Linked DNA regions of Mus musculus: region 1 is linked to region 2. Evidence: chromatin contacts called from public Hi-C data. All regions are on one chromosome and are shown on one strand. The core of a region is the stretch at or near the end of the contact, and the rest is flanking DNA. Distances in the headings are between cores, read along the strand shown.

Region 1 (3,692 bases), core at 81-2,580, 430 kb after region 2:
ATACATACATACATATATACATACATACATATATACATATATACATACATACATATATACATACATACATACATACATACATATATACATACATACATATATACATATATACATACATACATACATACATATATACATATATACATATATACATATATACATATATACATACATACATATATACATACATACATACATACATACATACATATATACATACATACATATATACATATATACATACATACATACATACATACATACATATATACATATATACATATATACATATATACATATATACATATATACATATATACATATATACATATATACATATATACATATATACATATATACATATATACATATATACATATATACATATATACATATATACATATATACATATATACATATATACATATATACATATATACATATATACATATATACATATATACATATATACATATATACATATATACATATATACATATATACATATATACATATATACATATATACATATATACATATATACATATATACATATATACATATATACATATATACATATATACATATATACATATATACATATATACATATATACATATATACATATATACATATATACATATATACATATATACATATATACATATATACATATGTTTCTTGTTTTTTTTCCCCCTTTTGGACACAGAGTCTCGCTACATAGCCCAGGCTAATCTTCCAATGCCTGATCCTCCTGCCTTAGCCTCCTGAGTGTTGAACTCACAGGCCTTTACTATCTTACCTGTCTTTTTTCTGGATTTACACAATGACCCACAAATTGGTTGGGCCAAATTAAAAGGTATTCCTCATAACACAGTGAAAAGACGCATAAGCATCTGGGTCACTGTGAAAATACAGGCGGGTCACCCGTGCACCCTCTGAGACAGCTAGCTGCGCATAGGAGATCGAAAAATCCACATGTCACACGAATCCACATTGACACATAACCACACCACTGGAGAGTGTGACACCCACCTGCATGTTAACCCAGCCATGTACATACCTAAGGCTCCTGAGCCACTCCACTTAAAGCCCCTGTGTCCTGATCCTAAGGACAGGGTCTCTCACCGCTATGGCACTTGGCTGGTGTGTTTCTTGGAGTGTCGGGACCTAGCCTGCCACCCGCCTCTGTGCAGAGACTGGATGTGGCAGGAACTTGGTAGTAATTTGCAGAGAAAAACCCAGCTCCCTGGGGAATATGCAGCCCCCGATTGGTCCGCTGGGCACCGCCCTGCCTTACGGTGGCAGAGTAGTCAGGGATTCGGTCCGCCAGCTATGAGGACTCTCTGGGACCAGGCTGGGCACCCTCCAGCTCGCACATGCCCTGAGGGCTAAGCTTAGGACAGCCTGTTTGTTCCTCTTCTGCCCTCCAAGTGGACTGGGAGACCGGGAGGGGGAGGGGGGCAGGACGGGGGACCAGCTCACTGGGACTTCCTATTTGCTAAAAGCTGCTGGTTCCCACAAATCCCAAAATAGAGTCCCTGGCAGAGATGTGGACTCTGAAACACAGAGACAGCTGCGAAGAAAAAGTGGGAGGGAGTGGGTAGGAGGGCCAGCAGCTTCTGCCTGGAGCTTCAGAGGGATTTCTGGGGCCTGCGGACACGGAGGGGAGTTCTCCATACTGTTATCCCCTTGTTTCCACCAGCACCCCGATTTAACCTCATCCGATAATGTTCTAGAGTGCTCCACAGAGAGGCTCGGTGTTTCTTCCCACTCACCGGAAGTTCTTCTCGGAGTTCAGTTGAAAGTCTACATGATGAAAAAAAAAAAAAAAAGAAAGTCTACATGAGGCAGCGATTTCCGTCCAAGGTCACACAGTCTCTTGATCGACTAGGACATAAATTCACCCTCGTTTTTAATCTAAGCAGATCCACAACCTTTTTAACGTATGATTTCTACCTAGCTTCCCTGGTTTGAGCGCTATGGTGAGCAGAGGGACCAACTAGATGCTGCCCACCCAGACTTGAAAGAGGCATCACCCACATGGCAGAGGGGAGCTCTGAAATGACAGGTTCCTAGAGAGGAGAGTTATTTTTCTTGGTGTCATGATTAAGACAAACAAACACACATGGCCAAGGACGAGCTAGTTGGCTCAGTAGATAAAGAGGCTTGTGATCAAGCCGGATGAACTAAGTTCAATTCCCAGGACCTACTTGATTACTTGATAAAAAGTGAGAACTGACTGTCCTATGTTGTCTTCTGACTTCTGTTCTTGAACCTTGGCCAGAGCACATACACGCACCATACACATAGACATATCACACACATATACCATATACACACACACACATACCACACACTCACATACACACACACAGATACACCTCATACCATAAATATACCACACATACAATACACAAATACATACACACACATAGACATACCAAACACACCACATACACATATGCACACCACACACATAGACACACCACACACCACACATACACCACATATATACCATACATACATACATACATACATACATACATACATACATACATACATACACCATATCGCGCCCCCCCCCACAGAGCACAAAAACATAATTTTTAAATCCTGGCTTAGATTTGTCACCCAGGGTGGACAGGTAGCACTTGGGTCTCAGTAGGACAGCAAGTTATAGGCAAAAAAAGGAGGTGTGAGGGAGACAGCTCCATCAGAAAACACTTGCATTACAAGCACTGCCACCCGAGTTCAGCCCACAGAGTTCATGTAAAAACAAAATCAGGCACAGTCACACAGGCTTGTAATCCCAGCATCAGGGAGGTGGAGACGGGTAGATTCCTGGCCAGCCAATCTCTACTTATTGGTGAGTTCCAGGTCAGTGGGAGACCCTAACCCCCACCTCCAATAAAATCAAGGTGGATGACTTCTGAGGAATGATATCTGAAGCTGCTCTCTTGTCTCTACATGGAGGAGACACAGGAGACATGTAAACACACACACACACACACACACACAAAGTAAACTAGAGATAGAGTCAGCCCTGATTGTGGCTGTCACCGTGAAGACTAGATGGCTCAGAAAACAAAATAAAACAAAGCAAGCAAGCAAACAAACAAACAAACAACAACGGACACAGGTAGTGGAGCCAGAGCAGTGCACGGAGTCCAAAGCTCAGAGTGAAGGTTTTCTCTGCAGCCAGCATCCCAACTCCACTCCCAACAGCCCCACCCATCCGTGTCAGGGGAGAAGGCACAGCTGGAGGATGGGATGCCTAAAGTTCCTAGTGAGGTTGAGCATCATCCACCCACTGCTCCCTCCACACTCTTCCCAGGGCATGGACCGTCATCCACAAGAGGAAGGGCTGTGAGGGATACACCAAGATGACACTCAGGAGAGAAAGCCCCTCCTCCCCACCCCACCCCACCCCGGTGGGATGCTGAAGAGGAAGAGTTGTGTGGAACATGGGCAGCTGCTAATCTCTCTGCCTCAGATTTGTATCTGAGCACGGGAATATTGAGCCAGGGTCTCACAGACTCACTGCTCATGGGGTGCTAAGAGAAACAGCCTTAGTAAATGCTGGCTGGCTTCGGCTAGACCAAAGAAGGAGGATGTCTCAGCCGCAGCTGTACAGCCAGCGCCTGGCAGAAACACCCAAGTCTATCCAATTGTCTTTAGAGCCTAGCTGG
Region 2 (3,400 bases), core at 111-2,610:
TTTCAGGGCTGGATGGAGCTAAATAGAATCCAGGGAGTCTCCTGTAGGTTGTGGAACATCATGGATTCTCCACGATGAGAGCTGAGTCACCTGCTTCTCCAGCTCAAGACCTGCTTTGCCTGGACAGTCACCATTGGTCTCTTTCAGCATTCACTATGGTAGCATCCTCAGTGTTCTGTGTCCAGCAGGGGGCTCTATGGATATTCTGTAGTCCGAGGGCTTGTTGTCAAAGGTGGGCTTGGAGAAACACATCAAAAGACAGGCTGGGTCCTGCTGGCGTCAATATTTTCCCAGAATGCCTTTCATGCCCTCCATGGTCAGGGTTTTATTCCTGTTATTCTTCCCATCACGAATGCAAGAATGACGTCACACTTGTAGAGTCAAAGCCTGGGATTGTGAGTCAGAATCTGGATCTTTGAATCCTTAGTCCCTGGAATGGCTGTGTCTGCAGGGAGGGCAGATCCTTAGCGCAGCGCACAGCACCAAAGGGTCTCTCTCGTCTCAAGATACAGAATGGGAACTTTGTTTCCACCTTTGTCCTCAGTGGGATCTGGAAAATGAAGGTCTATGCCACCATGCCTCTGGGGGTATAAAGCAGGTGATGTGTGTTGTTATTCCACAAGGAGTAGCGGTTTGTTGCAAAGTGTGCCCCCAGGAGGTTAAAACTGTAACAGTTACTCCAGACCTGGTCCTTAATAGTGCTCGCTTTAAGGATGTTAGCAACACAGTACTGGCTTTTCATTTGGTTGGGTTTCCAGAGGGAATGTCGGTGGCCGTATGTGGACAGAACGGCAGGCTGCTCTTCTCGGAAGCTCTTCCAGGTCAGTAGCTGGAGGAACCAGGCTGCCTAGGCACCAAGGCCAGATGCCCAGGGAAGGTGCTGACAAGAATGAGGCAGAGAGCCTGTTGCTGGGGCTTAGGCTAATTGTACCTGGCAGCTCGTCAGTCCTGCCTTCCGTTCTGCTGGCCCTGGGAAGGCCGATCACGTTTCTGTCCTCTGACTAAGCTGCAATGTGTCTTCTTTGGAGGCCTGACAGATTTCACCCCCCACCCCACCACCCACCCCCAATGGAACCCCGATGGCTTGCATTTGACAGCTTGGTTGAGCTCTTAGTGGGGCAAGGGGAAGTAAGATGGGGGTAGTAATGGCAGGGTGTGTGTGGGTGTGGGTGATGGTAGGATGTGTGTGTGTGTGTGGGGGGGGTGATGGTGGGGTGTGGATTTCTAGAGGGAGGGCACTTTCCGAAGCCTGGAAACCATCTCTGAGTTGGAAACAGAGCAAGCAGGAATGTTCAGCTGTTCGTGGGTCATTCTGACCTCCCCCACCCTGAGGCCAGGGCACACATGTGCTTCTGGAGAGAGACTCTTGCCAGCAGGAATCAGATAGCAGAGTGCTCTGCCTCTCCTCCCGGGTTCCTGACCAAGCTAGGTTCCTCCCCAGCCAACACACTGAGCCCCGTCTCATGCTTCCCAGGCTCTTTCCCCAACACTCGGTCATAACAGGGCTCTCCAGACACACCTTGCTGGGGGACCATGCCACTCACCTGCCTAACCATGTCCTCAGTTTACTGTGGCTCTTGGGCGCTTGTCCAGGTTTGTATCTCTATGGTCAAGGAGGCCCTGTGTGACCTGACCTAGCTTTTCTCTTCCCAGCAACGTCATCTAACACTTGAGCATTCCTTTCAGAGAGAGGAGGGTGTGAGCGCTCAGTGTGTGTGTGTGTGTGTGTGTGTGTGTGTGTGTGTGTACAAGTACACATTCGTTTCTGCATGTGGAACTCAGAGGACAACTGAAACTTCCCAGTGTCATTCTCTGGTACCTTCCCCCTTTCATTTGGAATAGGGTCTCTCATTGGCCAGTAACATCCTGGTGCCTTCCCCCTTTCATTTGGAATAGGGTCTCCCATTGGCCAGGAACATCCCTACGTTTCCCAGATTAGCTCTGCCTCCCCATTTCCCCTGTCAATGGGATTACAAGCCTATGTGGGTTCCCCTCCAACCCTAGATTTTTATGTGAGCTCTGAGAATCTGAACTCAGGCCCTCATCCTTGCAAGGCCAGAGCTTTACTGACTGAGACATCACTGCCTTCCCAACCCCCACCCCGCATATTCCCCAGTCTTCTCTGCCCACAGATCTCTAAATGTCTCCTGCCTCCCTTCCTATCTCAGCTGAGCAGCCCTCTCTCCCCACCCAAGGTCATTGCCCTTGTAAGTCTTTGTTGTGAGGACCTGGACATTGCCTCTCTGTGTTCTCTATGCTTCCAGTGGCCTGCGTAGATAGGACCCATGTGCCGTTCCACTTAGAATCTGGGATGTCATAGGTATACAGCAGGGGCTGCTCGTGTGTTCTTGTACCCGACTCTTCACATTGCCACAGGTGACCATGCTCTTGGGGCCAAGTAGAAGCCAGGATATCCCCCAGCAGCTGACACCATCCGGCTGGTCTAAGTAACAAGGCAGTATCTTCCACATGTCCCTGAAAAATCCAGTGTATAGGTTTGTCCATCTTGCCCCTGCGCCGGGATGTGCTCTGTCACTTCGTGGACAAACCCTGCCCCCTGCTGGCTTTCTGGTAGCATTAGCTACCAGGGCATGGATGATGAAGGGGAGGGAGGAGTCTGCATGTGGGGATGGGGATGGGGGTGGGGGTGGGAGGGGACATGCATTCCTCAGCTGAAGGTCAGAGCCCTTACAGACTGGGCTCTGTCCTGTGTCCTTCAGGTCCCGGAGTGGGAAGACCCCAAGCTGTACTGACTCCGTGGGCTGGTCCATCCCTGTCTCTCCCCCACATACACTCCTGGTCTGGTTTGAGACTGTCTCCTCCCAGCTAAGACACTGACCCATAAGGAGTAATACACCTGCTGACACATGGAGAGGGCTTCGTTAGTTAGTTCACACATGGCTGTGGCTAACACACCTGAGAGAATTAATCCAGTAGAGGATAGGCTTCTTTGGGATTTTGTAGACTGTAGTCTCGGGGATACCCACATGTGGGCAGAGTGCCATGGTGAAGGCAAGACAGGAAAAGAGGGGAGCAATTTACTTCATGGCAGATGGGGCAGAGAGCACAGGGTGCTTCCAGTCCCCACAGCGCCCCCCCCCCCATTTTCATCATTAATTGCCTGATAGACATTGTGGCTCACATTCAATATACATTGTCACCCCATCCTCCATCAGCAGTTCTGGGAGGTGGGACTGTCCCCTGCCTCCTTGATGTAAGCACTGGGCTCAGTGTCCACCGAGTCTCACTTCTTTTTCATATCTAGGGGTCGGACCCCTCTTGAACCCATTTTATAGGCAAGTAAACTGAGGTTCAGCAAGGTGGACTCTATTATCCCAAGACGATCCAGGAGTCAGAGGTGAGACCTGAATCCACACAGTTCTGAGCTAGAGCTGAGCCT

The links. A called contact is a pair of places that touch in the nucleus more often than the background predicts.
Region 1: a Hi-C map of muscle stem cells shows a contact between it and region 2, with 3 times the contacts expected there. The contact joins two enhancer-like sites. A contact is called at or near these places in 1 of 484 Hi-C or Micro-C datasets (muscle stem cells), 1 of 115 datasets of contacts at active chromatin or transcription factors (embryonic stem cells) and 1 of 9 other capture datasets (embryonic stem cells).

The regions. Positions count from the first base shown.
Region 1 is chr5:119,245,576-119,249,267 of GRCm38.p6, forward strand. No RefSeq gene overlaps it. Among named protein-coding and RNA genes, the nearest start is that of Gm7538, 47 kb to the left of the region's middle. Within about 2 kb of position 1,331, at least 25 of the 459 cell types and tissues checked have an H3K27ac peak or open chromatin away from gene starts, as enhancers often do. A contact at or near this core is called in muscle stem cells, where this site is marked.
Region 2 is chr5:118,811,706-118,815,105 of GRCm38.p6, forward strand. No RefSeq gene overlaps it. Among named protein-coding and RNA genes, the nearest start is that of Gm42015, 30 kb to the right of the region's middle. Within about 2 kb of position 1,361, at least 21 of the 459 cell types and tissues checked have an H3K27ac peak or open chromatin away from gene starts, as enhancers often do. A contact at or near this core is called in muscle stem cells, where this site is marked.